Linked DNA regions of Sus scrofa: region 2 is linked to region 1. A link is a contact called in public Hi-C data. All regions are on one chromosome and are shown on one strand. Each heading gives the region's core, a stretch centred on a gene start, on an enhancer-like site or on the middle of the called end of the contact. The rest is flanking DNA. Distances are from core to core; before and after follow the strand shown.

Region 1 (4,928 bases), core at 890-3,389:
ATTCAGGAACAACACTGAGAAAAGAAACAAAAGGAGAGCTTGTGCATCCCAGTTATTATCTGCTTTGAGTGGAATTAGAAAGTACTTGCAAGAGACTAAAGATAAAGATCCTAATGCAGGGTAATGCTGAGTGCAGTTGGATAGCACTTTTTGGCCTTCAGGCTCATAAGAATCCTAGCAAGTAACTTCTTTCTGAAAGGAGGAAACTGAAAGAATAAAAGCAGATTTCTCTTTCAGAAGACAGGAAGACAGAACAATAAACACAATAATCCACTACTGCTGTCACAATATTTTAGCCCAAGAATGATGATGTCCTTCTTTCCTTTAGCCTCTTCTCAGTAATTAAAAAACCACCACACTTTACCATACCCATTTCTAGCAAATAGTGTTTGGAGCATGATTATCCATTAAGAAAAATAACTTACTGTCTGCAGTTTAAAGTCTACATAAACAATATAAAACTCCTCTATGGCAAAAGACACATTTAACTAAGTTAAAGACAAATGACAAAGATGTCATTGCAACATGTCACAAAGAGTTAAAATCCTTATAATAATATATAAAAAGCTCTTCCAAGATTTTTTTTAAGAAAAAAAATACCGGAGTTCCCGTCGTGGCGCAGTGGTTAACGAATCCGACTAGGAACCATGAGGTTGCGGGTTCGATCCCTGCCCTTGCTCAGTGGGTTAACGATCCGGCGTTGCCGTGAGCTGTGGTGTAGGTTGAAGACGCGGCTCGGATCCCGCGTTGCTGTGGCTCTGGCGTAGGCTGGTGTCAACAGCTCCGATTAGACCCCTAGCCTGGGAACCTCCATATGCCGCAGGAGCGGCCCAACAAATGGCAAAAAAGACCAAAAAAAAAAAAAAAAACAAAAAAACAAAAAAACAACTATGTACCATTTTAATGTAGTAGATTGGCAAAGATATTTTTCAAAATGACTTTAAAAATAGGTTACCGAGCCTAACCTTTCCTTTGGGAATTTATTCAAAGTAAGTAATGACACGAGGGTTCAAAAACATGTGAAAGTATGTTCAGTACAGAATTATTTAAGAATTTAAGAAGCTGAAGTAATTTAATCTAGCAATTGAGGGTCGATCGGGTAAGTCAAGGCATATATAGTCTTTCATTTAGCAATTCTGCTAGAATCTATCTCCTGGAATAGTCAATAAAACCAACAGTTCTTAGAGACACACAGATGTTCATTTCAGCAGTTTGTAAAAGTGAAAAACGGCATTGTACACCAACACCACAGAGGGAAGAAAAAAACCTGCACACTAATCACGTCTATGCATCCAAATAAGATAATGCATAATATATATGCATATACATATATCTTGAAAGGGCGGTGGTTTATAGGATACTATGTAGCTGTAAAGAAATGATGGTTTCATATGTTTACAAGAAAAGATTATATATTAAGTGATCAAAGTTTCATAGCTGCATATAATATGACCCCGTTTATGCAAATACATGTAAGGTTGTTTGAAAATATTTTGGGACGCCAAGTACTCTCTCAATGACCTTTGAAGACCCATTCTACAAAGGACCCCAATCTAAAACAAGAGCTTGTTATTTAATACAAGGTTAGGTTACTCAGAAATTCGTTTAAAGTAACATTCACTTTGACTTTGCTCTTGAAAATCTAATTCTAGTTATTTCTATCTACTTAAGAAAATTTAAAGACCCACCTGCAGCTAGACGGTGCAAGCTGACTTCTGAGCCAATCAGCAAATCTTACAGAGCTACTTTGCTCGGGTTTGTACTTTCAAACAACCCTTTAATTACAAACGTTTCTGGGCCAGTGTGTCTGAAAATGGTCGGAACTGAGGGGTGGGGATGCAACCGTGAACTGAAGCCTCTTCAGGGAGGACCAGGTGCGCCCTCACTGTGCCACTTCTAAGCTTCGGTCCCAAGCCACTGCTCGGGAGGGAACGTTAACATTCCTTCTAGGACCTCCAGCCAATGGCTACACATTTGTTCTCGGCCCCAGCAACTCCGGACCAATGGGCAGAAGGCTACCTTTTCGACTTGCTCTTCCTTTCCAGCCAATCGGAAGCATTCTTCAAATGCCAACACTGTGAGTTGCGCAGGCTCCAAAAAAGGAGGCTTCACTTCCGGGCTACTGCCTGGGGAGACTACGCGTGTTGCCATAGCGACCATATTACGTTAACCGGTTTGCAGCTTTCTTCTAGGCAGCTGGGAGATTGCGGGGGCAGCTGGTTCTCCTCCTGTTTCTTCTTCGCTCCCTGCACCCGAAAGGCCTTACAGGCTCCTGGGATCTGGCCTGGTGCTCCGCGGCACCGGGTGGGCGCGGGATGGCTGCAGAAGAGGACGAGGTGGAATGGGTGGTGGAGAGCATTGCGGGTTTCCTGCGAGGCCCGGACTGGTCCATCCCCATCTTGGACTTTGTGGAGCAGAAATGTGAAGGTAAAATCCAGAGCCCGAGTCGTCTATCCTTTCTCACCTCTCTCACACCATCAGCTGGCAGAGAGATGGTTACCACAAACCACCTCTCATCTCCCTGATCTCCACTCTTGTCAGCTAGGTTTAGAGCTGGTTTTTAGGATGTACTGCTATCACTGCGCCCATCTTTTCCTTCACGGATGAAAACGGGAGTCGAGATACCTCACTCCCTGGGCCCAAGGACACATCCGAAAAACATTAGACTTTAATCCTGTGGGAGGCCTCTGTTGGGCCTCTCACCCTCTCCTTCACCTTTCTGCCTTGGGCAAATGCACTGTTTGGGTGGGCTTTTTCAACTTCCCCATTGACTTGGGAGGAGAGACCTTAGTTGTCTCCTGAGTTCCTTCTGATTCCAACAATTGACTAAAACGTGGGAGTGGGGTAGGAGTGGTATGTGATTACTCCAGAAGGCCCAGAGCTGATGATCCTAGTGGCCTGCAGCCCCCCTTTTGAACTCTCTGACTTTCAGCAGTACCAAAAATGGGGGCGGTGGTGGTGTATCTTGTAAAAAAAATGAGGTATATAAACGTGACATAACATTCCCTCTGAGGAAATGGTGCCCCCAGGTTCTTATCAGTTCACCCTTGGAATTTTGCCTTCAGTTCTTAGAGATAAATTGGAGCCCATTCATGGAAAAGGAACAAGAAGCGATGTCATGTGAATACTTCCCAACTGTTATCATGCTTGTTTAGGCGGGCAAGTCTTTAAGGGTAGTAATATCCATTAATCGTTTGAGCATCTGTCTTATATCGGAGAGATTAGACTTTTTTTGGTAAGGTTCAGTGAGATAGAGCTAGGGTCAGTGGGTACAAGCTACAGGGAAACAAATTTCTGTGAAGGAAGTGCTTCCTAACAGAGTGTATCCCAGATCAATTCATTTGCCTCAGAAGGTAATGGGTTCCACAGGCACCGACAGTGTTTGAATGAGTATGACAACAACTTAATGGAGTTATAGAGGGGAATCCAATTTATCCTGGATGATCTTTTAAGAGCCCTTTTAATCCCAAGTTTTTATGAATCTGGTAAAGATGAAATTTACTTTGACATATGAATCTTTTCATTACATTCTCATTGCCATGAACAAAATTCAAATGGTATTTTTTTCTTTTATGGCCACACCGTACGGCATGTGGAAGTTCCCAGGCTAGCTGTCACTTTAGAGCTGCAGCTGCCGACCTTGCCACAATCATTGCAATGCCAGATCCCAGCTGCATCTGTGACCTAGGCCGAAGCTTACAGCAATGCCAGATCCTTAGCCCACTGAGCAAGGCCAGGGACTGAACCCACATTCTCATGGATACTAGTAGGATTCTTAACCTGCTGAGCCACTCACGGGGAACTCCTCAAATAGTATTTATTAAGTATTGTTCTTAAAGGTAATTTTAAAAGGAAGTTCGAAGTGACTTTTACTTATGCTCCTTTAAAGAAGGTAATGTTATTATGAGACTGATGAAGCCTGTGGTATTCTGACCTCATTTAGGAGAAAAAAGAAATTATGTCACCTTTTGATTCCATGTGCCCCACTGAAACTAAATGCAGAAATGGAAAAAAACAAAACAAAACATTGTCCTTTTTATCCCCAAACATCAAAAGAGGCTGCATCTTAGTTATAACACTGTGTAATTTTACAGGGAAACAGTAATCCTCATCCTTATAAACATGTAATGTAGTAATTTGGCCTCAAAATTAACTGAAAACAGCTTAAGTAGCTGCTGTATTGCATGTATGCCCAGTGTTATATAGAGTCAGAATAAATGGAGGTAATATCCCAGGGACACAAACATAACAGTATTTATATTTCAGTATTTCTAACAGTATTTATAGCAGTATTTATATTTCACTGACTTTGGGTTGTCAATGTTCTAGTCTCCACCTCAAATAATTTAAAAATTATTGTAATAATTTGTAATATCAACAATTGCTTCAGTATGTATTGCGTGTCCTTGGGCGAAAAGCTGAGGATAGAAAGATGAATAAAATAAATCCTTATGCCTGAGAAGTTTATAATTTGGTGGAGAAGACAGGCAGGTAAATAGAATTTAAATGTAAAGCAGCAGGTATTATAATAAGGGTAGGCACCTAGTGCTGTGTATTGTAAGAGTTCAGAGGAAGGAATCTAACTAGCCTAGGAGTTGGGAGTGGGTAGCAGGTCATGGAGAATGTACCATTTGCAATGTTTTGAAGAATGATTGGGAGAAGGGGGCCTGGGGTAAAGGCAAAGAGATCTAAGAAGGGTGTGAGCAAAGGCATAGGGCTTTGAAGCAGCTTGTGTGTTAACATCTGGTGGTATGCCAAGTAGTTATGTATTTTAAGTTTGTAAAGTTTGGGTTTTGGAGTGGTGGGAGATGAGGCTTGGGATCCAATCTTGGAAGGTTTTGTCTGGCCTGCTAAGCATTTTGTACTTATTCTCTAGGCAGAGAACTGTCTTTGAAGAGTTTTAAATAGAAAATTACAGGAGTTAGTTC
Region 2 (4,928 bases), core at 1,271-3,770, 69 kb before region 1:
ATATTTCAAAGATTAAAAATAGTTCCATGAAAGAGCTGCCCAAAATACATTTATTATCCCTGGAAATAATTAATGTCTACATTCCCTTTTCCCTTTCTTAAGAAAAAAGCACATACACATATACATTTAGATAACATATTTCTTTGGATGCCTATACAAATAAAACACTTTTGGAAAACATGTAGTAGTATAATTCTTTCCCATAAAATCAACATAAATCTGAAAAACAGCAAACAAATCTCTTTGAGCATATAGAGTACAAGTCTCTTTGAGAACACAGACTGAGAAGTTACCAATGGAAGAGTTATTTATGGATTTGACATAACCCTTCTAAGTAAAAAATCTAAAAAAAACGAATACCAAAAAAGTATAGAATTTATAATTTTATATGTTAGGTTATTATCTATTAACGGTAAACTTATTCTCTGGCAACAATTATTCATTAGTAATACACTAAATTCCCACATACACAAAACATATGAATGTCTTAAAATTGAAAGTTCCAAGCTACTCTTGTAATCAGATTGTATTCAAGAGTAATAGGCTAAATATATATTTGAGCACAACTACAATATTCACTACACTGATATGCTGAGAATACATGTATGCTACAATACCTATGATAAAAACGGAGTTTTTGTTTCTTTGATCCAGCTACCAATGTCATTTTGATATTCAATTGCCACCCCAAAAACACTTTATTATTTTAAATCGATATCATAAACATAAAAGACAAAGATCTGCCTACTAAATCATTAGCTAGTTGTCACCAAGATTTCAACCACCTGCATTTCAAAACCAGCTCTAAGAATACCTTAAGATGACCTCTCAAATATTAATCTAATAATTCACACAATAAATCACCTAATCACATTAGTTATTATATGCATATAAATTACTTGCTACAGCAACAGTCCTCACCAATCAGAACTGTTGTCTGAAATTCTCTCCTCCGAAATCTGTTATTACTTCATCAGTTTCAAAATTTGAGCCATTTATTTTTAGACACAAAGGTTAATAAGAAACATTTCTGCACCAAATGCACATAACTTCACAGTAAAGGCTTTTTCCCCCCTTAGGAAACTATTCTAATTCTCCTCCTCATTTTACCAAATTATCAAAGAGGACACAACGTGGTTTGGATTTCAGCACTGAAGACAATAAGTGACAATGCACGATTTGCAGAAGGGAAAATTAAAGTTTCACAATTTTAACAGGCATAATTACTGGTTGTGATAAATGGGCTGGGCGTAAGATTACTACTCCTTTCAAGGTCCAATTCTAAAAACCACCTGAATTTTTCCGTCCAAAGAACTAAATTAGGATCTTAAAATACAAAGTCTCTAAGTTCACAGTATGCCATTTAAAAAAAAAAAAAAAGAATTGTCTAGAAAGAAAAAAAGAAGAACACTTACATTTGGAGCATAACTTGGTTCAAGAATACCCCATCCACCAAAGCCACATATTCGTCCAGGTTGGTCACATTTCCTGCAGCCAGAGGTCCAAACGTTTTAACCTAGAACAGAATGATGATCATCACGACACGAACGCCCACCTCCATCTCTGCAGGCACAAATAATGCAGCTAAATACACAAAAAATAACGCCCCACTTACCCAAGTGACCAAGGGACTGGTCATGAACTGCTCCAGAAGGGGAGTAAAAATCTCGTTCTCCATTTTACAGATAATGTACTTGAAAAAAGGAACTATCACAAAAATAAGCCTAAGGAATTGGTCACTAAACGCTAAAGTGAGTAGAAATCAATTAAAGTCCATTTTGGCATAGGATGAAAATCCCATCGTGGAGGGGAGAAAAACTCTCCCACCTCAAAAAACACCCCAGGGGGAACCGAGCTGAAATCCTGGTAAGCGGATTCGATAGCAACCACGAGCGGTAGCCTGCGCTGGAAATGTCTGTACCGGGCGAGGAGGGGCAGAGAAAAGGCATCTGGAGGAGGAGGAAGGGAGAAGGGGCTGGAACAGCAAGACAAAAAGCCCGTCAAGGTTGCCCAGCTCCTGGAGGAGCCAGACCTGCGAGGCTGCCCCCAATGAATTAATCCCAGTGTGGGATAAATGAAATCTCACGTTAGATACTACGTTAAAGGTTCTTAGCTGCCGCCAGGCTCGACCTCCGCGTTCTCCTCAACACGTTCCACCCACCAGTGGGCATGGAGCCGCTTTGACCCTCAGAGCCTCCCCAGCCCGCAGCCCCTCACCAACGACAGGCAGGGCTCGCCCCTTCCCCCCGAGCACACACCATCCTTTCGCCGACCCTGAGCCTTGCCGCCTGCCCCCTTCCCCTCCCGGGGGTGGGGGCTTGAATGTGTGTCCCTAAGCCCCCAGTTTCCCGAGCCCTGCCAGCCTTTTCAGCGCGCCTCTGGGAAGCCCTGGCACAAAATCACCGCCGCGCTCCAGCCTCCTCCTCCGCCCTCTCTGGAGGAGCCGGAGTAACGGCCTCAGAACCGCAGTGCCGCATCACACCCCGCTCCTCGCCTACCAACCAGCGCCGCCAGCCCGCCGTCAAAGAGAGCGAGTGCTCCTTCCGCGCCCATATCCTTCCGCCGGCTCCCCGCCCCTCCCGCGCCGCAGCCTCTGGATTGTGGGAGAAGAAAAACCGCTGCATGAGCGCGCTCCCGAGCGCGCGCACCCCGGCCCGGCCCCCGCCGCCGCCCAGATCCTGGCGGCGGGCGCGGCGTGGACGCGCGCTCGCTGCAGCTGCTGCGGCGGCCCGGGCCTCGCGCGCTCCCAGGACGGTTGCCAGGGCCTGGGGGGCGGGGATGGGGAAGGCTGAGGAAGGGGTCTCTGTCTGCTAGCTCGTTCTGCCTAATTATGGTTTATTTCCTCCCTGAGTGCCTTCTTTGATGTGTGAAGGAAAGGGAACGAAATCCCTCCCTTTTAAACATGAGGGATGCAGACAGCTTTTTTCGGACAGTTAGATTTGATCTGTTAAGCGTGATCTCTCCAGCAAAACGGAATAGGAAAACTCACTGCAGTAAATCGCAAACGACGGACCTGAGCTGGAAAGTTAGTGGGTTGTTTTTTTTTGTTTTGTTTTTTTTTCCTTTTTTCTTCTCCTAAACACACACACACAAAAACAAAAAACCAGTCCACGAAAGCAGGCATGCTCTTCAAAGTTGCAAGTGCATGTAGTAGGATTTCAAATAACCAAAGTCTTAAAACGTGTTGATATTTCCTGACTGGTGCAAACGTGATTCAGACATTGTTGTTTGACTATTTGGTGATTGAAAAAAATCCAAACAAAATCAAGAGCTACTAAGAGGAAACATTTGGAAGTCATCCAATTTGGGTGACAAATAAACAGATTACATATTTGTCATAAATCTCAATGCTGTGCACGACTAGAACCATCAAAGTAATTTTAACAGTTCCCCAGCAAAATCAAGTGTTACTCCTCATTTTGAAGGAAAATAAATATCTTTTCCCTGGGACAAAATGTCATGTAAAACAATTTTTTTGAGAAAAAATATATTATAGTTTTCAACGTGTGCCGTTTACATTTACATAAATATCTGCTTTGAATACTTATATTTTAAATTAGCAGTAAAAATGTTTTTGTCATAACACTAAATTAAGAACAGCACAATTTCTTAATTAGGTTGTTAAGAGCCTGGGCTCTAGAGTCTTCCTGCCGGATTCAAATCCAGGCTCAGATACTTAACAGCTGTGTGAGCATAGGCATGTCTCTGAACCTCTCTGAGATTCATTTCCTTCATGTGTAAAGCAGGGTTAAATTAATAGAGTTAAATTAAGTGGCAACTTACAGTAAGTGCTTTGTAATTGTTATTGGTGGGTTTTTTTTAATCATTTTTGCACTCAAATTAAAAATCTTGAGGAAAAAACTTGAAATGCAACCTCTCTTACTTCAGTTGCAGGAGAAAGAATCTTGCTTTAGAAAGCAGGGAAATGTCCTTCTCAAATCATCTTAATTAAAATGAGGATACATTCATGTGACACTTAGCTAGGTGGTATTCAGAGTAGAATCTTACATTGCCCTGGCCTACCCATGACTTGGGTCATCCTGGTTGCTAGCAATCTTTTCCTTCTGCTCTTGATGACTCTTTCTTAATCACAATCCTTTATTTGGAAACATAGACCAAGAGTGAGCAGGCACCAAGAAGGAAGTATTGATTTCAGGAAGAGTCTGATGCCCAACATGTCCACTTTTCTTTGTAATCCCTCAGAAGCTCAACTAAACAACATGGAAGTGTTCATGCCTGTAGTGTGGTTTATCTGCAGACAAACCAGAACTTCTTCATTCATTAAAAAAAAAAAAAAAAAAAACCATCAGGTTTAACACCAAGTCCAAGTTAAGTGCATTTGGGGCAGCAGTGACTGAAGAGTCAGCACAGGAGTTGTATGTTAAAATGTCATTTCTTGCCCTCTTTACATTTAGTAGCTAACCCTCACAGAAATCTGGATTCCCCTTTAGAACCAGATGGCCCCAGATGCTTCCTGGTCTATCTTTAGGCTTTACACACACACACACACACACACACACACACACACACACACTCTCCCTCTCTCTCCCTCTCTCTCTCTCTCTCTCTCTCTCTCTCTCTCTCTCTCTCAACAAAGAAACATGAGGAGTTAATTGTAAAAACAGGAAGCTTTAGACCAGACTGAGGTCTGGAGTAACTTATTTGAAAACCTATGAATTCACAATTCCCTAGTTCAACAGCAGCCTTAGAAATTCTCTATGATCTCTCAAGAGGACAATCAGGAAACTTCTCTGTCTGGTAAAAGAGGAATTGTACATTATACACAGTTTAATGGTCTTTGGATTGCAACATCCTGTAATATTAAATCCAAAAGTTTCCTCCTATCCTCTTTTCACTTTGGAAGAGAGTTCTCAAGATTTCTTCAAGGTACTTTTGTTTTGTGCTTAATAGTCATTTGTCCTGAATTT

What was found. A called contact is a pair of places that touch in the nucleus more often than the background predicts.
Region 2: a contact with region 1 is called in a Hi-C map of liver, with 2.8 times the contacts expected there. The contact joins the promoter of CCDC88A here to the promoter of CFAP36 in region 1. A contact is called at or near these places in 1 of 5 promoter capture datasets (fetal liver), 5 of 47 Hi-C or Micro-C datasets (fetal heart ventricle, fetal skeletal muscle, heart right ventricle and 2 more) and 2 of 2 datasets of contacts at active chromatin or transcription factors (alveolar macrophages and skeletal muscle).

The regions. Positions count from the first base shown.
Region 1 is chr3:85,739,640-85,744,567 of Sscrofa11.1, reverse strand. It overlaps CFAP36 (cilia and flagella associated protein 36), which reads left to right and starts at 2,139. Exons shown (of 10, transcript NM_001244775.1): 1 at 2,139-2,427. The coding sequence starts at 2,316. It overlaps LOC102163556 (a long non-coding RNA gene), which reads right to left and starts at 1,933. Exons shown (of 3, transcript XR_302482.3): 1 at 1,689-1,933.
Region 2 is chr3:85,808,635-85,813,562 of Sscrofa11.1, reverse strand. CCDC88A (girdin) reads right to left here and starts at 2,520. Exons shown (of 39, transcript XR_002342714.1): 1 at 1,616-2,520; 2 at 1,416-1,516.